2 separate regions of the Zea mays genome follow, and region 2 is linked to region 1. A link is a contact called in public Hi-C data. All regions are on one chromosome and are shown on one strand. Each heading gives the region's core, a stretch centred on a gene start, on an enhancer-like site or on the middle of the called end of the contact. The rest is flanking DNA. Distances are from core to core; before and after follow the strand shown. Region 1 overlaps LOC100284060 (mitochondrial carrier protein CGI-69). Region 2 holds the start of LOC100285322.

Evidence for each region. Hi-C and Micro-C count contacts between places; a contact is called where the count stands out from the background.
Region 2: a contact with region 1 is called in a Hi-C map of leaf, with 3 times the contacts expected there. The contact joins the promoter of LOC100285322 here to the enhancer-like site in region 1. A contact is called at or near these places in 2 of 25 Hi-C or Micro-C datasets (ear and leaf).

What each region holds. Positions count from the first base shown.
Region 1 is chr4:76,727,540-76,734,303 of Zm-B73-REFERENCE-NAM-5.0, reverse strand. LOC100284060 (mitochondrial carrier protein CGI-69) reads right to left here. Exons shown (of 10, transcript NM_001370576.1): 8 at 6,717-6,764; 9 at 6,493-6,551; 10 at 2,775-3,303. The coding sequence ends at 3,174. Among protein-coding and RNA genes, the nearest start is that of LOC100284060, 7.0 kb to the right of the region's middle. Within about 2 kb of position 3,078, at least 6 of the 20 cell types and tissues checked have an H3K27ac peak or open chromatin away from gene starts, as enhancers often do. A contact at or near this core is called in leaf, where this site is marked.
Region 2 is chr4:77,177,859-77,184,622 of Zm-B73-REFERENCE-NAM-5.0, reverse strand. LOC100285322 reads right to left here and starts at 3,531. Exons shown (of 4, transcript NM_001158215.1): 1 at 3,260-3,531; 2 at 2,948-3,034. The coding sequence starts at 3,400.

The DNA.
Region 1 (6,764 bases), core at 1,829-4,328:
GGGTGATCTGATGAAGGAAAATCTGGTATATCTTCAGCACTTCAACCACAAACTTGCTCAAAGGGAACCGAAGACCAGCCTTAAAAAAGCTTCGGTAGATAACAACTTCATTTTCCTCAGGGGCAGGGGCAGTGTTGTCTCCGCCAGCCCTCACGATAGACATGTCACGAAAGTACCTTCCTCTCATGTTGTCAAGATGACTCTGTTTAATAGTTGATTTTCTGAAGACAGTATGGCTTGGTCGCCAGGGCCGGTCTTCAGAATCTTCGTCTCCAGTCTCCACATCATAACTATCACTATCATCAGTATCCTCAGACAAACCTTCCAGAACTCTTTAGTAATCTTCTCTGTGTTTGTTTTTGACATAGACTCAACAAACCCGGCGATAAACGGATCCGTGGTTTTCTTTTCTCCAAACAACTTCGTCTCTTCAGTTACCTTCGTTTATGCAGTCATTTTCTTTTCCTCAGACATCTTCTCCCCGGACAAGGTGAAGACACGTTCTTAAACCGAAGCTCGAAAGGCTTGAAAATCAAGCGAGAGCTAGTGAGCAAGAGCTAGAAAGTTTGAGAAAATAATGCAAATGGTGGAAACGGCGTATCAAATGCTGCCGCTGTGGTTTATATTTATACGCCCAGTGTGTTGCAACTTGGTGGGCCCTGTCTGTCATTGACTATTGCTATTCTAGCAAAGGGGAGGTGTTTTTCGGACCTTCGGCTTAAGGTCTTCGTTCATGTCACAGTCTGAATTCGTTGTTATAACAAATTAATACTGCGAGGGGCTACTGTTGGGGGCCTTCGTCTTCCGAAGGTCCTCAAAAACATGATTTAACAATGTTTCCCAAGTGTAATATATGTACAGGTACCTTCGGACTCGGGTTAAAACTGTACACGATATGGAGAGCATGGTCGGGAGGAAGGTTGATGCAGCTCCGAAGCTACGCGCAAGGGAGCTTCGGCTCAGCGACGGAAAAAGGAACCGACTTAAAGGGGAAAAGGCTATCTAGTCCTCGTTGGATTATCCTTAAGTCAATAGTAAATATAAAGGGCATGGATGTAATTTTACACAGACTGTGTCATGTGCCTATAAATAGATGAACATTACCCCCGTATTGTTCACGGTGACTTGTATTCGCTCGTGCATCACGCTTGGACTTTTTGCCTTTTGTCAAGCCGAAGGTATAAATGTAATTCAATATTGTTCTTGTTCATCCATGATGATATAATAAAGAGATATTAATAATGTCATATGATTATCCATGATATTTCTCATGTTTCATATGCTTCGTCTTTCATTAACATATACTGCAATGATCAAGGTATGTCCTTCATAACCTTCGTCCGAAGATCGTTATATTCTAAGGGAAATAATGCTTCGAATGATGAAGGACATTAACAATTAACTCCTCTTTGTGTTGCCTTGTTTTTAATTCATAGCATTTGAGAACAAATCCCCAACAATAGCAAAATAGAGAGAGGTGTTGGTGGGGCCACCATAGGGTGGTCGGCACACCACCCCTATGGGCCCACTAGCCTCCCAAAGCCCCATGATCCATATGAGTCACTCAAGAGTGATTCCACACCCTTAGATGCAAAGTATGTTTTCTTCTCAGCGGTGAAAGATGAAGTCTTGTAGAATGATGAACCCATAATAAAGCAAATCGACACGCCAACACAATTTAGACAACACATACCCACTCTATATCAATAAGGGACCCACCACACCAGAGAGGGTGGTCTGTCCACATCATAGAGCGGGTCTATCGACCACCATGGTGCACCCACTAGCCAAGAACAACTTCAGTCTTGTGTTCGTGTTTGAATATTCTTGTTTTTCTTTGGGAAAACATACATGATGGTTGATCTAAGGGTTCACGTGACAAGCATATGGATCTACCTGTATCCATGTATAAATAGAGGCTCACACACTTCCCTCTCCATTCACGTCTCAAGCTTCAAGCGAAGAGTAGAATAATTTGTATTGTATCCTTCGTAGTGTAGGATAGCTTAGTTCGGGAATCTTCATTTTTTTGAACGAAAGTGATAGGAGCTCTGCCTATCAATTAAGAAGAAGGGAGTTAGGATATGAACAAACGGCGTGTCTCGCCAAAGGGTGGCAACCTAGGAGAGAAAAAAGACTAGGGGGTTCACACACAGGAACTGCTCCCGCCAGGAGCGTCCCAACACCACCCAGGAATTATAGCTGCAACCTGGGCCACATCAAGGAAACAACCCTTTCATTGAGTTTTTTAAATGGAATATCATCCTTTCGTTTGAATTTTGAAGAAAAGGTGAACCCCCATGCATACGTCTCCATTCACAGACAGCCGCAATCTAGTCCCATTTCATTCCGCGTCTATTTCAAGTTGACTCTAAGGTCGGGGCTAGCTGTTACGTGACATGATATGATCCAGAGAAAAAGGTCCATCTTCCAAACGCAATCTAGTTTCCGCCATGTGAATTTCATCATCCCGCAATGGCGCCTACCGTTATATACTCCGTTTCAGGTCTCCAGGGCAGGTTCTCCGATTCAGCACCTCGCTGGTGACTTGCTTCCCGTGCATATCATCACTTCCTGGCATCTGCCATTAGAAGTCTCATTCATTGAGATTCAGACATGGACAGAGGGAAACCGACGCCACCATCCAACGTTTGCCATAGCTCGGTCCAAGCCATATATCTAACGAATCCATCCCCTTTGAATTTAATGATTCCGCCAAGTAAACATATCCCCGTTGGTTTTTACAGTAACAAGTCAACAAGAAGACCAAAACGGTTTTTTTAAGGCATCGACACAAGACTAGGATGTGCAAAATTTCTTCTGTAGTTTCAAGGGTGTGCAAAATTATTGATCAGTATCTACGCTACTACACTCTCCTTTCCTTCAATTACAGGGACTACACCAAGTAAGTTTACCGGAGCAGCTTCAGATCCGGCCAAGACATAAGCTTAGACGATGGTCCAAAACCTGACACGGGCGAAACTGAAGCCTGCTCCATGGCAAAACTGGTATTGCTATCCTTGACTGAAATGGACACTGTCCATAAAAAAGCCTGTCGTGTCTTGACTGTTGGGCACTCTGATCTTCCAACTTACACCTAGCCCTGTCAGAGTAACTAGCCTACCATGCCTTTCACCAAGTGGGAGGGCTTCCATCTTATCAACAAAACTAGGTCATGAGGTGTGCCTTTGATGAAGAGCGTACTTGACAACCTCGTAGAAGGAAATGACAATACCAACTGATGGACCAGCGCGTGCAACACGTGGGCCAACGCCGGCGAACAGACCTTTCATGCCTCCAGACCTGCCAGAGAACAATATAAGCAAGCAACAAATCACAATTATGGGTACATTATAGATGCCCCTTACCAAACCAATTACTAAAGTAGAACTAAGGGAGGAATATGGAGGCAGGGCCCATTTTGCAGTTAAACTTTGAACAATTCTAATCTAATGGACACAAATGTAGTCATGCAAAACTAACTAGATCAAAGATCTGCAACCTGCTACAGTCTCAGGAATATCAAAACTAAACAGGCAAGTGGCTAAAATAAATGATGTATAGCTCTATAATGAACTACGTTAAAGATGGCAGATTATTTACTGCAGCACCATCAAATTTCACCAAACACAATTTATATACACAAGATGAAAATGAGTGAAGCGTGTATACAATATATGGTTTTGTACCGATGGAATGAATAGGTCATGAATCAAACAAGCAAATGCACGAAAGGCTTGGGTGGGCTGCAAGTGGTTCAGCAACTGCGGCTAAAAGACCATAAGTCTCATTTATGGCACCTATTCAATCCGCCTACAATTTTCCAACCTGTGAAGTTGCAGCTTTGATTTGTGTTCGTGCTCAGTTTGGAACCAATGTGGTAGATCCAGTGTTCAAAAGAAACATAACTAAACGCTCGCCTAGGCGTGCTTGAGCAAGGAACGGAGCCCTTGTGCCTCGCTTAGGCCATAAGCATCCAATTAAACGCTGTCCATTGGGTAAGTGGCATGGAATCAAAGTAAATCAGGAGGAAGGCAAACTAGCATGTGTAGAGGCAAGCCGCAGGAGCATGCACTAGCGCGGTGGGCAGCAGCGCAGGAAGAAACAAGATCTTGCACCTTGGCGCAGCCGCCACCTCCACAACTTGAGTCGGTGCCAGCAGAAAGAATAATCTCGAGCACCAACTCCACAAGTAACCCCACACGCACCTTCCCTGGTGATCACAGGCCTTGCTGTTTGTGAAGTGCGGCTGGCTGTGTGTCCAGAGACCTTGCGGTTTGTGAAGTGCGACTAGCTGTGCAGACCTGTGCCACTTAATATCTTCTTGGACAAGGGAAATACTATTGCTGACGTACTCGGCCTATTGTTGTACCAAGTATAGACTGAATCTGTGATGCAGTGATGCACTTAAACACATTCTGGCAACAAAACGAAGAAAAAAACACAAATGTTTGGTCGCATTTAATCTCCGCTTGGGCATCCTAGGTGCCAACCAGTGGCCTAGTGCCTTTTGGAGCCTTGGGTAGATCACTACTCTCACATAAAATTGACAAACAAATTGTTCAAACCACGAAAAACTAAATCCACTAAGCTAAATCAACATCAACATAGCCTTTTAGTCCCAAGCAAGTCGGGGTAGGCTAGAGTTGAAACCCAACAAGATGTCACCAAATAGAGAAAGAGAGAGAAAGGGGAGGGGAAAAGCTTTTGAGAGCACTAAAAGGAAAAAGGCCTAATCACGGTTCGGTTACGTGGATAGCTTCTTTCCAAGCACTTCTATCCAAACACAACTCCATTGGTATATTTCATTTCTTCAAGTCCCTTTTGATTGCCTCCTCCCATGTAAGTTTGGTCAACCTCTACCTCTCTTCACATTATTGTCCCGTCTTATGATGCCTCTATGCACCACTGCCTCTGGGGTCTCCGGTGGACATGCCCAAACCATCTCAACCGGTGTTGAATAAGTTTTTCTTCAATTGGCGCTACTCCTAGTCGATCGCGTATGTCATCATTTCTCACTCGATCCAATCTTGTGTGCCCACATATACAACGCAACATACGCAACTCTGTGACACTTAGTTGTTGGATATGTCGACTCTTAGTAGCCCAACACTCAGCCCCATATAACATAGCACGCCTAATTGTTGTCATGTAGAACTTGCCTTTCAACTTCTGTGGCACTCTCTTGTTGCATAGGACTCTCGATGATTGACGTCATTTCATCCACCCCATTTTGATTCTATGGCTAACATCTTCATCAATATCACCATCTCTTTGTAGCATCGATCCCAAATAACGGAAGGTGTCCTTTGGTACTACCTGGTCTCCCAAACTTACATCTTCATCCTCACTAATTGTAGTACCAAAGTCACATCTCATATACTCGGTTTTGGTCCTGCTAATTCTAAATCCTTTTGACTCTAGGGTCTGACGCTATAACTCTAGCTTTCTATTTACTCCTTCCCGGCTTTCATCTACTAGAACTACATCGTCAGTGAAAAGCATACACCAAAGGATATCTCCTTTTATATCCCTCATGACCTCATCTATCACTAAGGCAAATAGGTAAAGACTCAGAGCTGAACCTTGATGTAGTCCTATGTTAATCGGGAAAACATTTGTATCACCATCAATTGTTAATCAGGAAATCCACTAAGCTAAATGATGTCAAGAATTGTCTCTGGAACTTCTTATGACAAGCAGGGTTCACCTGCTGGATTTCAGCTTACGACCTAGCTCCAAACCTTTAAAATTTGATCAGCATGTTTCCGAACCCACCTAGGCCTTGTTCGGTTACAAGAGGATTGAAGAGGATTGAGAGGGATTAAATCCCTTCCTATTCAATTTTGGATAGGAAGGGTAATTCCCCCCAATCCCTTCCTAACCGAACAAGCCCCTAGTGGTGCTTTTTTGTGAGAAGGTTAATTATAATAGTGAAGCATACTGTGAACCTCCCACACCCAATTCATGGACCCAGCCACAGAATGAAATGATGGTTTCTAGATTATTATTATGAAATGACCACCCAAGGCATATCAAATTCTCTGACAAGCCACCAAATGCTCATGTGACAGTGAAACCAAAATCAAATATTTTGTATCACATTTTCTATTAGCTATAGAATATTACGAATTTGCTATTTTTTTTACTTCGCTGTCGTTGTTGTCTAGTCTCAGGCCGACCTATGTCATATACCTGGGGTTCGCAAACTGGGCTGTATAGAGAACAAATTTAGGATGGCATATACCAAGGGTTTGCAAACTGGGCTATAAGAAGAAATCAATTATGTGAACACAACTTGCTACTGAATAGAGGCAATGGTTGGCAGCAACTCTATTGGGGTACAGCAGGACAACATGGTAAAAGCATATTGCTCAATTGACTGAGCCATATGTAGGGTTCAAACCTGAAAACCAACACAACCACAATAGCAATTATACAGCCCATCAAACATGCTACTTTAAATATTTTGGGGATGAGGTATTTCCTTACCTCCATATCTCAGCTAATGTTTGCCTTGTAGTCATCCTCATTGCCTTCTCAGTATCCTTCTGAAATTTAGAAAGGAATAAGTACAAAAATAGAAACAGGAACAAGAAATGGCGATATGCAGCAATGAAGTCACACAAATATGCCCGCATTAAAAACAGGTAGCTGGTGAAAAATCATGGAACATTAAGTGTAATAATAAAGAGTACCAAATAATAATAACGAACCTCTATTTGTCTCCTTGTTTTTGCAACATCCAGAGGGCATGTAGCACC
Region 2 (6,764 bases), core at 2,282-4,781, 450 kb before region 1:
CCTAATGCCAAATGCTTGATGGCACTTCATCCACTCTACTTTGATTCTATGGCTAACATCTTCATCAATCTCCCCATCTCTTTGTAATATTGATCCTAAATACCAAAAGGTATCCTCTAGGCACTACTTGACCTTCCAAACTAACATTTCATTTCTTATGTGCAATAGTGTCGAAGTCACATCTCATGTATTTGGTTTTAGTTCTACTCAATCTAAAACCTTTGGACTCTAGAGTGTCCTGCCATAACTCTAGTTTCCTATTTACTCACGTCTGACATTCGTGAACTAGTACTACATTGTCCATAAAAAGCATATACCAAGGGATATTCCCTTGTGTGTCCCCTTGTGACCTTAATCATCACAAAGGCAAAAAGGTAAGGGCTCAAAGCTTGATTTAGTCCTACTCTAATCGGAAAATCATTTGTGTCTCCATCACTTGTTCGAACACTAGTCCCAACATTGTTGTACATGTCCTTAATGAGTCCAATGTACTTCGTTAAAACTTTATGTTTGTCCAAAGACCACCACATAACATTCTTTGGTATTTCATCATAACCCTTCTCCAATTCAATGAGAACCATGTGTAGGTCATTTTTCTTACTATACTGCTCCATCACTTATCTTTTTAAGAAAAATGGCTTCCATAGTTGACCTTCTAGACATGAAACCAGATCGGTTCAAAGAAATCCTTGTTGTTCCTCTCAGACAATTCTCGATAACTCTCTCCCCTATGAAAGCTTCTCACTAATAGGCATATATCTAGCCATGCATCTACGTCTTCACAGAAAAGTCTCTTAGCACTCTCATTGTGTCCCTAGTTAAGGCATACTAATTGCCTTCAAGACCAAATCATCCATGACAAACTTGGCTTAGCTAAGAAAGGATGATAAGCGTGTATCCAGTAAACTAAGACTTGCATAACTATAACAGTACCACAGAATGTCCCAGAGATTATTAGGAAAAGAATATGGTAAGTTTGTCAAAAGTACTCATGAATATTAGTTTGGTAGGACTAATACCCTTGATTAACCTTATGTACAGTGACACAAAAGAGTAGCCCTAAGCCCCTAAGAAATGGTGACATCAAGGACATGTTAGTCAGAACAGTGAAGCTATAAAAATCCCATGAAAGGTAATTCCATTGAGATCTTTGTACCAACTATCATCCCTAATAAACCCAATTGCATAGTAAACTAATAATTTCTTACATGAAAAAAATATACGAACAGAAGTTAAATCCATAGCATCAAGAAAAAACACTTTCGGAGGGCTGTTTATAATATTAAATGTTGCTTGATCTGTGACAAATAATTCGGATTCATTGATAGAAGATGGTAACAGTAGAGTGAGCGAATTCAGACTTGCACAAGAATAATAGTAGTATAGTACCTTAGTGACAGGGAATGTGGAACGATGGCGCGTTCCGCGTTCCGGGAACTTCGTCCCGAAACGAGGAACGGGAACGATGGGGAACATTCCAAGAAACGCTAGCGGAACGTCGTATACCTAAGATAGGAACGCTTACCTTGAGGAGGCCGTGCCGCCGCGCTGCCGTCGTCCGGCCGCCGCGCTGGGAGTGGGACGCGCTGGGATGATGCGCCGCCCGACCGCCGGACGTTGTGTCGCGCTGGGAAGAGGATAGCCGCGTGGAAGAGGAAGGGGAAGAGGAAGGGAAGAGGAAGGGGAAGAGGAAGGGAAGAGGATTCGACTGGACTGGGTGACTGACCGTTCGCGACTTCGCGCAGTGGGGAAGACGAAGACGAATCGCGCGCCGCGGCGTTGCAGGCCGCCCGTGGAAGAGGAATCAAGCGCCGCGTCGTTGCAGTCCGCCCGTGGAAGAGGAATCGAGCGCCGCGTCGCCCGTGGAAGAGGAATCGCGCCGCCGCGTTGCAGTGGGTCGCAGGGAGCCGCGTAGGAAGATGAATAGCGGCGCGTTGCAGTGGGTTAGAGAAGAGGAAGGGATAGCGGCGCGTAGGAAGGGATAGCGGCGCGGCGGAGCCGCGTACTGGCTGGTGGCCCACCGTCCACGCGTAGCTGGTGGCTGGTCCGCTGTTATTTAAATAATCCACAGAGCCAAGCACAACTCAAACTTCAAACATGGTTTTCGGTTCTTCAAGCAAAAGAAAGTGTGCAGATGAATTAGAAGATGATGATGTGCAAGTCGTCCAAGAGGTGCCTGTAGATATCCAAGATGGTGGTGCAGACGCAGACAGCGGTGACGAAGATGGGGCTGCGGCTACTGGTACGAGACATCCAATTTGCGACTTTTGTCAAGATCAACAGATGGCTACAAACATGGCGCACATGCTAAATGGGACATTGATCCAGAAGACTCTTCTATCTAGGCTTTGCAAGAAAGTAATTATTGTTACCGTTATATATATATATATATATAAATAAATAAGCTAAGACACTATGACTTATCATTATCGGGATCCCATCATTATCAGTTATATATACATATATTATATATTATGTATGTGTCATTGCTTGTTTTAATTACGCATCGTTCCCTGTTCCATTACAATCGTTCCCTAACTTCGTTCCGAAATCGTTGGGAACACGTTCCACGCATCGAATGAACGTCGATCAGCTGTATACCCCTCAACGTTCCATGTTGCTTTAACAGACGTACCGCGTTCCTCGTTCCCGTTCCTCGTTCCCAACGTTCCGGGAACCTTGTCACTATGTATAGTACCATAGTCGAAAGGTGTAGGCTAAACAGATCACTTATTTGAGGTCTATGTAACCTTTGTCGTTCACAGGTTCTGCATGATAATGTTTCCTGCCAAACCACTATTATCACAACTACGGTTGAGCACACATAGATTGCAGCAGCTAAACCACGGTATAGCAATGGTATGCCAGAGGATCGACTTCACCCACAGTTTGCAATCACAGTCAAATTGTCATGAGGGTATAGCAATGGTATGCCAGAGGGTCGCACCTCATCGCTGTCGACGCCGACGAGGAAGAAAAGGGAGGCGTAGCGCCTGTAAACGACCTTGTAGTTCCGGTGCTCCACAAACGAACACTGCATCAACACAAAAGCAGCGGTAGTCTCAGAAAATCGGAAGTGCAGGGAAACCCCCCATCCCGATCCAGATCCAAGACGATCCAACACAAACCCAGCAGATTCGTGGATCCGGAAAGGAGGGCGATGATCCGGGCCGATCAATGGGAGAGCAGAAGCGGAGGGGACGTGGGAAAGAAGGACGGCCGGGGGTGAGGGGCGAGGAGGCGGTGCGGACGGACAAACCTGCTGGTCAGTGCGGGCGAGGCACTTGCGGACGATCTCGCCCTCGAGGGCCCGTCGCTCGTCGAGGGAGAGGTGCTCGTAGTACTGCGCCAGCCGCGTCTGGCCCTGCTTGTTGACGAACAGCACGAACCGGATCGTCATCCCGCCCTCGGCCTCCCTGATCTCTGCTGCTCGAGGCAGTCAGTCGTCTTCTACCTGTCGTCTCAGGTATGTTCTGCTCGCCAAAAATCAGAGAGGGACTCCACGGTGCGCCGTTCCTGGGCCATCCAGACGGCTAGCACGCACCTAAAGTAGTACTAGTAGGTCTGCGGCCCACCAATAAAGAGGCCTTCCAACGATAACAAATTTTCTTTTATATTTAAAATAATCAAAATTGCAATATTGTATCATGACTTCTAAATACTAACTCCGTTCTTAAATATATGACATCGTTGAATTTTTTAGAAAACTTTGACCGCTCATCTTATTCAGAAAATTACGAATTATAATTTATTTTGTTATGATTTGTTTTATCACTTAAGTTTGTTTGAGCATGACTTGAAATTTTACATTTTCAAATAATTATTTTGAATAAGATGAGTCGTCAAATTTTTCAAAAAAATTAACAGTATCATATATTTAATAACGGAGGAAGTATTATATTTATGGGTGTTTATCGCTCGATGTGTGCTTGTTCGGCTGCATGGGGATCGAAGGAAAGTAAGGGAATTAAATTTATTTTTATTAAATTTTGACTAGCAAGAGATTTAATCTCTATCCAATCCACTTCAATCTATTCCTAACTAGAGGTAACAATGAGCTCTAAATTTTACACTATAAAAATTAAGAATTGTATCGGATTAGGATCAGACTTGTTGGTGTGGGGGATAGATATCCCCCGTGTCCACTAAAGGAGTAAAAGACCTCACGAAAGGCCCAAGGGCCCAATAAATCATGAGGTTATTCCTTCGTGGGCCTGGGGAGAAACAACCAACAAGGCAGAGCGACGTGATACCAGATTGGTGCAAGCCCGGATGGCCCACAACGTCGAGCGAGTAAATCGCAACAGAGACTCGACTTTCCCGCACTGAAGCCCCCATGCAACGGAGCCATGCGAGGATAAGTCGGCGAGGGTTACGTAGGGATAAACTCAAGAGGTTCACTACCTTTTAACTACTTGTTGTTATCATATCCACATGTACTGCCCCACGGTCGAGTATATAAGGCCTAGGGGGCACCCCTTCAGAACGATCGACCCTATCTTACTTAGCCACCCACAACAACTCTCTGTGTCTTCAATCCAGAGAGCCCTCTTGTAACCACGCTCACATACTCACCAGGACGTAGGGTGTTACGCATCTCTAAGCGGCCCGAACCTGTAAATCTTGTCCACTGTCCCTCGTGTGATCGGCACGAACCATTTTGCTACAGTCGTCGACACCGTCCTACTCCTAGAAACACCTTGAGGGGCAACCCCGGGTGTGCGGTCGGACCCAAAACACCGACAGCTGGCGCGCCAGGTAGGGGGTGTGTCGACGATCCAAGCTAGCTCAATGGCCGTCACCTTCTACAGCAAGATCACCATGCGTCCCGGATCCGTATTCTGCTTCGGGACAATCTCATCTGTAGCGGATGAAGAGGGAATTCTACACCGTATCGCGGATCCGCCGGAAAAGAAGTCTCCTCCAACGAACTCCGAAAATGCCGGAAAGGCGCCACCTCCAGCTCTTCGGAAAAAGATCGTCTCCGTAAAGTCAGGGGCCAAGGGCTCGCTGACCCGGAAAACTCCGCTGTCTACTTCCTCGACAAAAGAATGGACACGGATCACGAGGAAGAAGGAGACCAGGGAAAAGCAAGTCGTTCTTTCCGTTCCTCTGGCCTCAAAGGAGAACGGAAAGAAAGTCGCCACAACAGCAGCATCATTCTACCCCGATGTCCTCTTCATCGGGAGAGTGGAGTCGCCCACTGTCTCTGACGACGAACCGACCGCGCCCGGAGAAGAGCCACCTCAACGAGAATCCCGCCGACGGAGGAACCGGCGCAGGAACGTTCGACGACATCACGCGGCCGGAGAACGGGATCCAGAGCAGCCTGTCTCGCGAGACGAGGACTCGGAGATAGGAGAAACTCCGGAAGAACGCGTCTTCAGAGAACGAAGGAACTCCCGACGACGTGATCGCCGGCGGGCTCAGGAACAGGCCGAGCAAGACGCAAGGCAACGCCGGGAGAATCCGCTCTTCGGACGCAACCTGAATCCCGACTTCGCCCGAGCTATGAACACGCCAAGCGAAGTCGGAGGGGTACTAGCTCGGATAGCTGATGGACTTCCTCGGACTCCCGACGCCGAGGGATACCGACGCCTGTTCACCCAGGCAGCCAACCATCTTCTACCGCTCGCTCACCCACCGAACGATCTACGACACGCCATCAACAGTCGCCAAGATGCACGAAGCTCCATCAATGCTTCACGCGAACAGCGGCATGAAAACGAGATTCACCGTCGGGAGGAGTACGACCGAGATCATGGCATCCCGACTCAAAGCCAGGCCACCAGGACTGAGTCGGCGACGGCCTCAACTGGCGGAACCACCCGGGGACGGTCGAGGAACCACAATCACAACTCCCCTCCCCGGGACAGACATCGTCCCCGACGACAGGAGGACACGTGCGGAGTGTCCGCTCTTACTCCGCGCCTTAGGGCCATCCAATGGCCTTCCAACTTCAAGGTATCCAATGTCGACAAATATGAACCTAAGCAGGATCCAGGGGGTTGGCTAGCCGTCTACACCACCGCTGCTCGGGCTGTCGGAGCATCTGAGGACGTTATGACCGCGTATCTGCCCATCGTCCTTGGGCAAGATGCGCTACAGTGGCTACGACATCTACCCCGACATTGCATCGACGACTGGGGAGACTTCAGTCGACGTTTCACCGCCAACTTCCAGTCCCTCTCCGACAAGCCAGCGCAACCGTGGGACCTCAAATCCATCAAGCGTCGGGGGGATGAGACTCTCCGGTCGTACCTCAAAAGGTTCCAGACCATGAGAAATCGCATCCCCGAGGTCACGGAGGCGGCCGTGATTGAAGACTTCTACAGAGGATCCAACGACTCGGCTTTTGTCCGAGCCATACTACAGAAAGCGCCGACTACTTCCGAGGAGCTGTTCCGGGAAGCCGACCTCTACATCACCGCCGACGAGCGAGCTCAGGACCTCATCGGAGGAGCAAAGCCTGCACCGGCAGCACCGCGACGCGACGTGAACCAGCCACCCGACAAACGCTGGGAGAAGAGGCCTCGCGAAGAAGTACACGCCGCCGGACCGCCTGCCTCTCGCGCCCGAGGAGGACCTCGCGGAGGTGAACGCACGCTGGACGACATCTTAGACGCCCAGTGCCCATACCACAAGGACATGCGCCACACTCTTCGCAACTGCCGGGACTTCAAGCACTCCGTCGGGCATGGCCGACCCTTCCAACCTCTACCTCCTCCTCCGCCAAGGGGAGGACCGGATGAACCACGACAACC